Linked DNA regions of Mus musculus: region 1 is linked to region 2. The links are chromatin contacts, called in public HiChIP or PLAC-seq maps. All regions are on one chromosome and are shown on one strand. The core of a region is the stretch at or near the end of the contact, and the rest is flanking DNA. Distances in the headings are between cores, read along the strand shown.

What was found. HiChIP or PLAC-seq counts read pairs in DNA pulled down with a chosen protein or histone mark.
Region 1: an H3K27ac HiChIP or PLAC-seq map of acute myeloid leukemia shows a contact between it and region 2, with 2.6 times the contacts expected there. The contact joins the enhancer-like site here to the promoter of Zfp710 in region 2. A contact is called at or near these places in 1 of 39 promoter capture datasets (pre-B cells), 3 of 115 datasets of contacts at active chromatin or transcription factors (acute myeloid leukemia, bone marrow-derived macrophages and embryonic stem cells) and 2 of 9 other capture datasets (adipose tissue and liver).

Annotation. Positions count from the first base shown.
Region 1 is chr7:80,574,608-80,577,307 of GRCm38.p6, reverse strand. No RefSeq gene overlaps it. Among named protein-coding and RNA genes, the nearest start is that of Gm42398, 20 kb to the right of the region's middle. Within about 2 kb of position 1,342, at least 64 of the 459 cell types and tissues checked have an H3K27ac peak or open chromatin away from gene starts, as enhancers often do. A contact at or near this core is called in acute myeloid leukemia, adipose tissue, bone marrow-derived macrophages and 1 more, where this site is marked.
Region 2 is chr7:80,024,903-80,027,602 of GRCm38.p6, reverse strand. It overlaps Zfp710 (zinc finger protein 710), which reads right to left and starts at 1,375. Exons shown (of 5, transcript NM_175433.5): 1 at 1,120-1,375.

The DNA of each region.
Region 1 (2,700 bases), core at 93-2,592, 550 kb before region 2:
GCTCCAAGGCTCCTGACAGAGGAAGATGGAGAAGAGGAAGGAAGGAGGCCGTAGCATCATTGAGCAGTCACCTGGCAGATGCAGGGAGAGAAGATCAATCGGAAAGAGCTAGAAAAGAGCAAAAGGCAAAGTTGGACTTTAAGTTTTTCCCAGACCTAACTGGGCAGTGGGAAGGCCTGAGCAAAGCCCTACAGGGCTGGGCTGGCTCCATCAGCCACACCCTCCTTCCCCGTGCTTCTTAAACAGGTCTTTTCAATTTCCCGATGTCCTGCGAGCTTCCAGACTGTTCTGATGATCAAATTCAGGTTGTCAGCCACAGGCTTACGTGTCAAGCCCTTTTACCCACTAAGCCATCTCTCTGGTTCTTGTTTGTTTTAAAACAAGAGCTTCAGATACCCCAGACTGACCCAGGGGTCACAAGGTAGCTGCGGATGACCTTGAACTTCTAATCTGCCTGCTTCTACACCCCTGAGGTCTGCAGACTGCACCAGCTTGCCTAGTTTCCGCAGTCCTGGGGGTGGAGCCAAGGGCTTCATTCATGCTAAGCCAGCACTCTGACAACAGAGTTACATCCCAGCCCTGTTTAATACTGTATTTGTTTTATAATGAACACTAAAAAGCAAAATTGATTTTTATAAAATAAAAATTTAAAAATGTTCAATATCTGCTTCCAGGACATTGGAAGACTAAGCAGAAATTCTGGCACCTTCTGCACAGATACCTTAGCCATCCACCCAGACCAGATGACAGTCAGAGCCAGCGCAGGTGAGCAAGGTGTAGCATGCTGAGTCTGCGCAATCCTGCCTCTCCCAATAGAAAAAGCAGAGGAAACCGCCCAGCCCCACCCAGCTGGAGGCTGACACAGGGCTGAGTGTAGCCACCGGGTGGGTACCATCATAATGGAGAGACAGCTCACCCATGGCATCCCAAGCTGCAGAGCATTTACAGGGAAGACATAGAAACTTAGGAGCCCAGGAGAAAAGCGGAGTGCTGAGGACCAGGACCGTGGTGAAGCTGGGCTCTCTCTCATGCTGTCTTTCCAATGATGCTAGTGACTCATTTATGCGTCCTTTCTTTTTACCTCCGTCAGACATCTTCCTCTCACAGTCTTGTCTTTCTCTAAACCAACCCCTACTAGAAATGATGGTCAAAACAGCTACCACGCATTGAGCATGGGTACTGTGCTGGTGTGAGAATGCCTTCCACACCTTTGTATATTTGACTACTTGATCCCAAGTGGATGGCCTGTTTGAGTAACTTTCAGAGGTGTGGTCTTGCCGGAGGAAGTGAGTGACTGAGAGCAGGCTCTGAGAGTTTGAAAGACTCTCTTGGTTTCTAATTCTCTCTCTCTGCTTCCTGTTTGTGCCTTTAGTTCTGTTTCCAGATCTAGACGTCGTGTCCGTCTGATACCATACTTCCTGTCTGTGATGGTGATGACCGTTAACCCTCTAGAAACATAAACCCCAAGGAAGCGGTTCCTTCTAGGAGTTGCGGTGGTCATGGTGTCTTATCACAGCAACAGAAAAGTTAGCAACTCGGGTGCTCACCAGTCAGATGCCATAGCCACTGTGGTGCACAAGGGAGGACAGAAGGGACAAATCACCCAGACTTAATTTGTCTCACGAACTTGCCAGTCAGGAACTTGGTATGTTGCTCTGGGTTCTGACTCTAGATGTGAGTTGCAGCCATGATGTGGGTTGGAAGCTGGTGTGCATGATATAAGTGCTGGCATTTGAGAAGCTGAGGCAGGAGGATTGAGTTTAAGGCCAACCTGGACTACATAGCAAGATCTTGTCATTAAAAAGCCAAAAGTGTGATGGTTCACACCTGTAGTCCCCTGGCCTGGAAGGCTTCACCTCTCTCCAGTCTAATGTCCCTCTTTACCCAACTCTACTTAGCCCACCATGCCAACCCCCCTCTGCCACAATACCCTTGTATTCTCTGCTCACTTGCCCAGCAGTCTCCGTAGTGCTCATCTTGTGGGGCTGGTTCCTTGTACATTCCAGACTCCCCTCCAGGGTTCACCCTAGCATGGCCCTCTCCCATCACTGTATAAACCTGCTGACACTGGGCTCTCTGGGAAACTCTCTTAACTTGACTTATCACCTTCCTCCTCTGTGTATCAGGAAAGTCCTGTGGCTACAAGCAACGACCTCCTCTCCAGCTGTCTCACGCTGAACAGAACCTTATTAAAGGATGCTAAATGCCACACAAACTCTCAAGGGCATTCAACAATGAGGCTTAGAAGTCATCCTGCTGGGAACATCACAGATTGACACCCGTGAGGTCTCCTTCTACCACTGGGAGCCAAGTGGGTACTCCACGGTGGTGTCCCAGATGGTTATAATGGAGCCCAGTAAACACACAGCTAAACAAGAGGCAAGAGAGGGCTCGAGAGAGGGCTCAGCATTTAGGAGTGCTCATTGACCTTGCAGAGGGCATGGGTTCAGTTCTCAGCACCCACATGGCAGCTCAACCCACCATAACCCCACATGCATATATACATAATTAAAAATAAAGAAGATATTTTAAGAGGCAAGAAAAAAGAGGAAAAGGAGGAGGAAGAGGAGGAAATGGACAGAGTTAAGAGTTTCAGCAGCCTTTGCAGACTCCAAAACTGGCTCCTAAAAAAAAAAAAATCAGAGGATGGCTTGATACAAGTTTGGGTTATTAGTAGAGGAACTTCAGTTGAGAAAATAT
Region 2 (2,700 bases), core at 126-2,625:
AAAAAAAAAAAAAGAAAGAAAACCAACAACCCGCTACGCACGAGTTAGCAAGTCCGCAGCTGGGGCGGAGGGGTGGGGGGTAGCACCGAGGCCGGCTCGGTGGGGTCTGAGAGTCGTGGAGGGAAGACCACCCGATTCGGGGGGCTCCTCCGTCTGACGCCGACGATCACGCCCCACAGCTCCGTCCAATTAGGAAAATGACCGCGAGGAGAGGGAGAGGGGGCGGCGAGGAAGGGAGGCCGAGCCACGGGAGGCTCGAGATCTGCCGTGGGGATCTGCCCACCGGTTCCCGGCCCGGGGGGTGCGCCTTCAACAGGTCGGAGACGGGGCCACCGAGGTGGGCCGGGGTCCCGCGCTGGTGACGCCCGCTGCCCTCGAGGGGCGCCCGGCACGCCAGCTGCGCGCTGAGCCCTAGCCACCCTGCCGGCCGGGCCGCGCGGCCACCCCACCCGCTCCCGGAGTAAAAAGTTTGTGGGCAGCCGCAGGGGCGGGGCGGCGAAGGGTGAAACTTTGAGTCCCGGGCCGGGTGCGGGGGGAGCATCCCCGAGCGCCGCGACACCCACGTGCGGGCCGGAGACCGCCGCCGCCGCCTCCCCGGCCTCCCACGCTACCGCCGCGCTTTCCTTTCATTTTGCTGCTTCTCTGCCTGTGCCTCTCTCTCTCTCTCTCTCTCTCTCTCTCTCTCTCTCTCTCTCTCTCTCTCTCTCTCTCTCTCTCTCTCTCTCTCTCTCTCTCTCTCTCTCTCTCTCTCTCTCTCTCTCTCTCTCTCTCTCTCTCTCTCTCTCTCTCTCTCTCTCTCTCTCTCTCTCTCTCTCTCTCCTCTCTCTCTCTCTCTGTCTCTCTCTCTCCTCTCTCCTTCCCTTCCCCCTCTCCTCCCTCCTCCTCCCCCCCTCCAGACGCCATCTCTCTCTCTTTCCCCTTCTCTCGCTCCAGCTCTCCGGCATGAGGGAATGTGGAAGTGAAAGGAAAAGACGACATGTTTGCCTGCGCGCCGCCGTCCCCGGGGAGAGGCGGGGGGCGGGTCGACCGCGGCCGCAGCGACCCACCCCCGCGCCCCCCAGCCACCCCGCCGCGGGCCGCCCGGGGGCTGGCGGGGCCGCGGGCTCGCGGGACACTCACCCTGGGTCCGGGCGCGGCTCCTCGCGCTGGGGGCCCTCGGCTGGCCGGGCCGGGCGGGCCGGGGGCTCCTGCTGCCCACCGCCCGGGTTGCAGCTGCGCGCCGCCTCCACGCGCGCCCGCCCTGCTCTGCCACCCTCCCTCCGGCTCCTCTCTTTCTCCCCCCCTCTCTCTCTCCCTCCTGCTCTCTCTCGCGCTCGCTCGCTCTCTCGCTCGCGCTCTCTCCCTCCCTGGAAGAAGGGAATGAGGCAGGGCTGACGTGAAGGGATGCTAAACAGCTCCTCCTAAGCCTGCTCGCAGAGGAAGAGAGACAGAAAAGCAGCCCTTTTATCTCTCTTTTGTTTTCTCACTTCCTTCCACCCCCCCAGCACCCCCCTCTCCTCGGCCCAAGTTTTCTTTTTCTCTTTCTACCGCAGAGAGGATTTTTCTTCTTTTCTTTCTTTCTCTCGCTGCAACTCTCCTACTCGAATTGCAAGCCTGGAGGCTTCTCTTTTTTTTCTTCCCCTTCCCTCTTTTCTTCCTCCTTCCTCCTTTATTTCTCTAAAAGGGTTTTGTTTGCTGTGGGAGTTTCGTTTGAAAATCGAGTCACGCCTTTTTCCTTCTTTTCTTTCGCCCTCTCCCTCTTTTTTTTCCCCTCCTCTCAGCAGAAAAGGGGAACAAAGATTAACAAGCGGGGGAGAAGGGAGCGTCAGAACCTCGCATGGAAATGGGGGGGCTGTCCCTGCCAGGCACAAAGGGGGCTCCAGAGAGCAGCCCCCAGGAAGTCTGGGGTGCCCTATCCCAAATAAGAGCTAATGGGGGTTGGGGTCGGGGGAGCCCGAGTGGCCAGTCCTTCCGAATACGGGTTAGGGCTCAACCTGCCCCCTCCCCAGTCAGGGGTGGAAGCTGGGGGTGCTCTTCACTTAATATATTTTTTAAGTGGGCAGATGGGACTTAGAGCAAACGTCGCCGCAGAGCCCTCAACAGTAAAGAGCCTTTAAACAGCTGTTCGCAGAGCCCTGGACGGTCAGACTCGAGGGAACGGCCCCGGCTGCTATCACCGGGACCCGGGTGCGAATGGGGTTCAGAGGAGTTCGGGGTCCCTCGCATCCTCCCCAAGCCCAGGGCCTAGGCTCGACCCCGGGGTGCACTGCTGGAGGGCGCCGAGGCGTGGTCGTTCGCTGAGGTCTGGGCCCTTGTGGCTCCCCGCGGGGCCCGGGGTTCGGCATAGCCTGGCCTCCTCCCAGCTCTGGGACAGGCCGGACACCCCGCCTCCAACCTCCCGGACACCCGCCACTCAAGAGCTGCGCCGCTCGACTCCGACGCATGGGCGGGTACGGAGCCCGCGGACAGAGCGGGGCAGTGTCGCCACCAAGGGTCAATTATTCATGGGGCGCCTGGGCGTGCTCCCAAGACCAGCTCTGTCTTCGGCTTCTCCAGAGGAGTGGAGACAACACGGGGGAAAAGTTCCCAGAGCAAAGTTGGCCACATTTCTTATTTTCCCAAGTAAGTATTGAGCACCTGCTGGATGCCTGGCCCTTGGACTGGGGCTGCAGCTGGGCGAGAAACGTGAGGTCTCGGCGGGCCCAGACAAAGCGAGGGAAG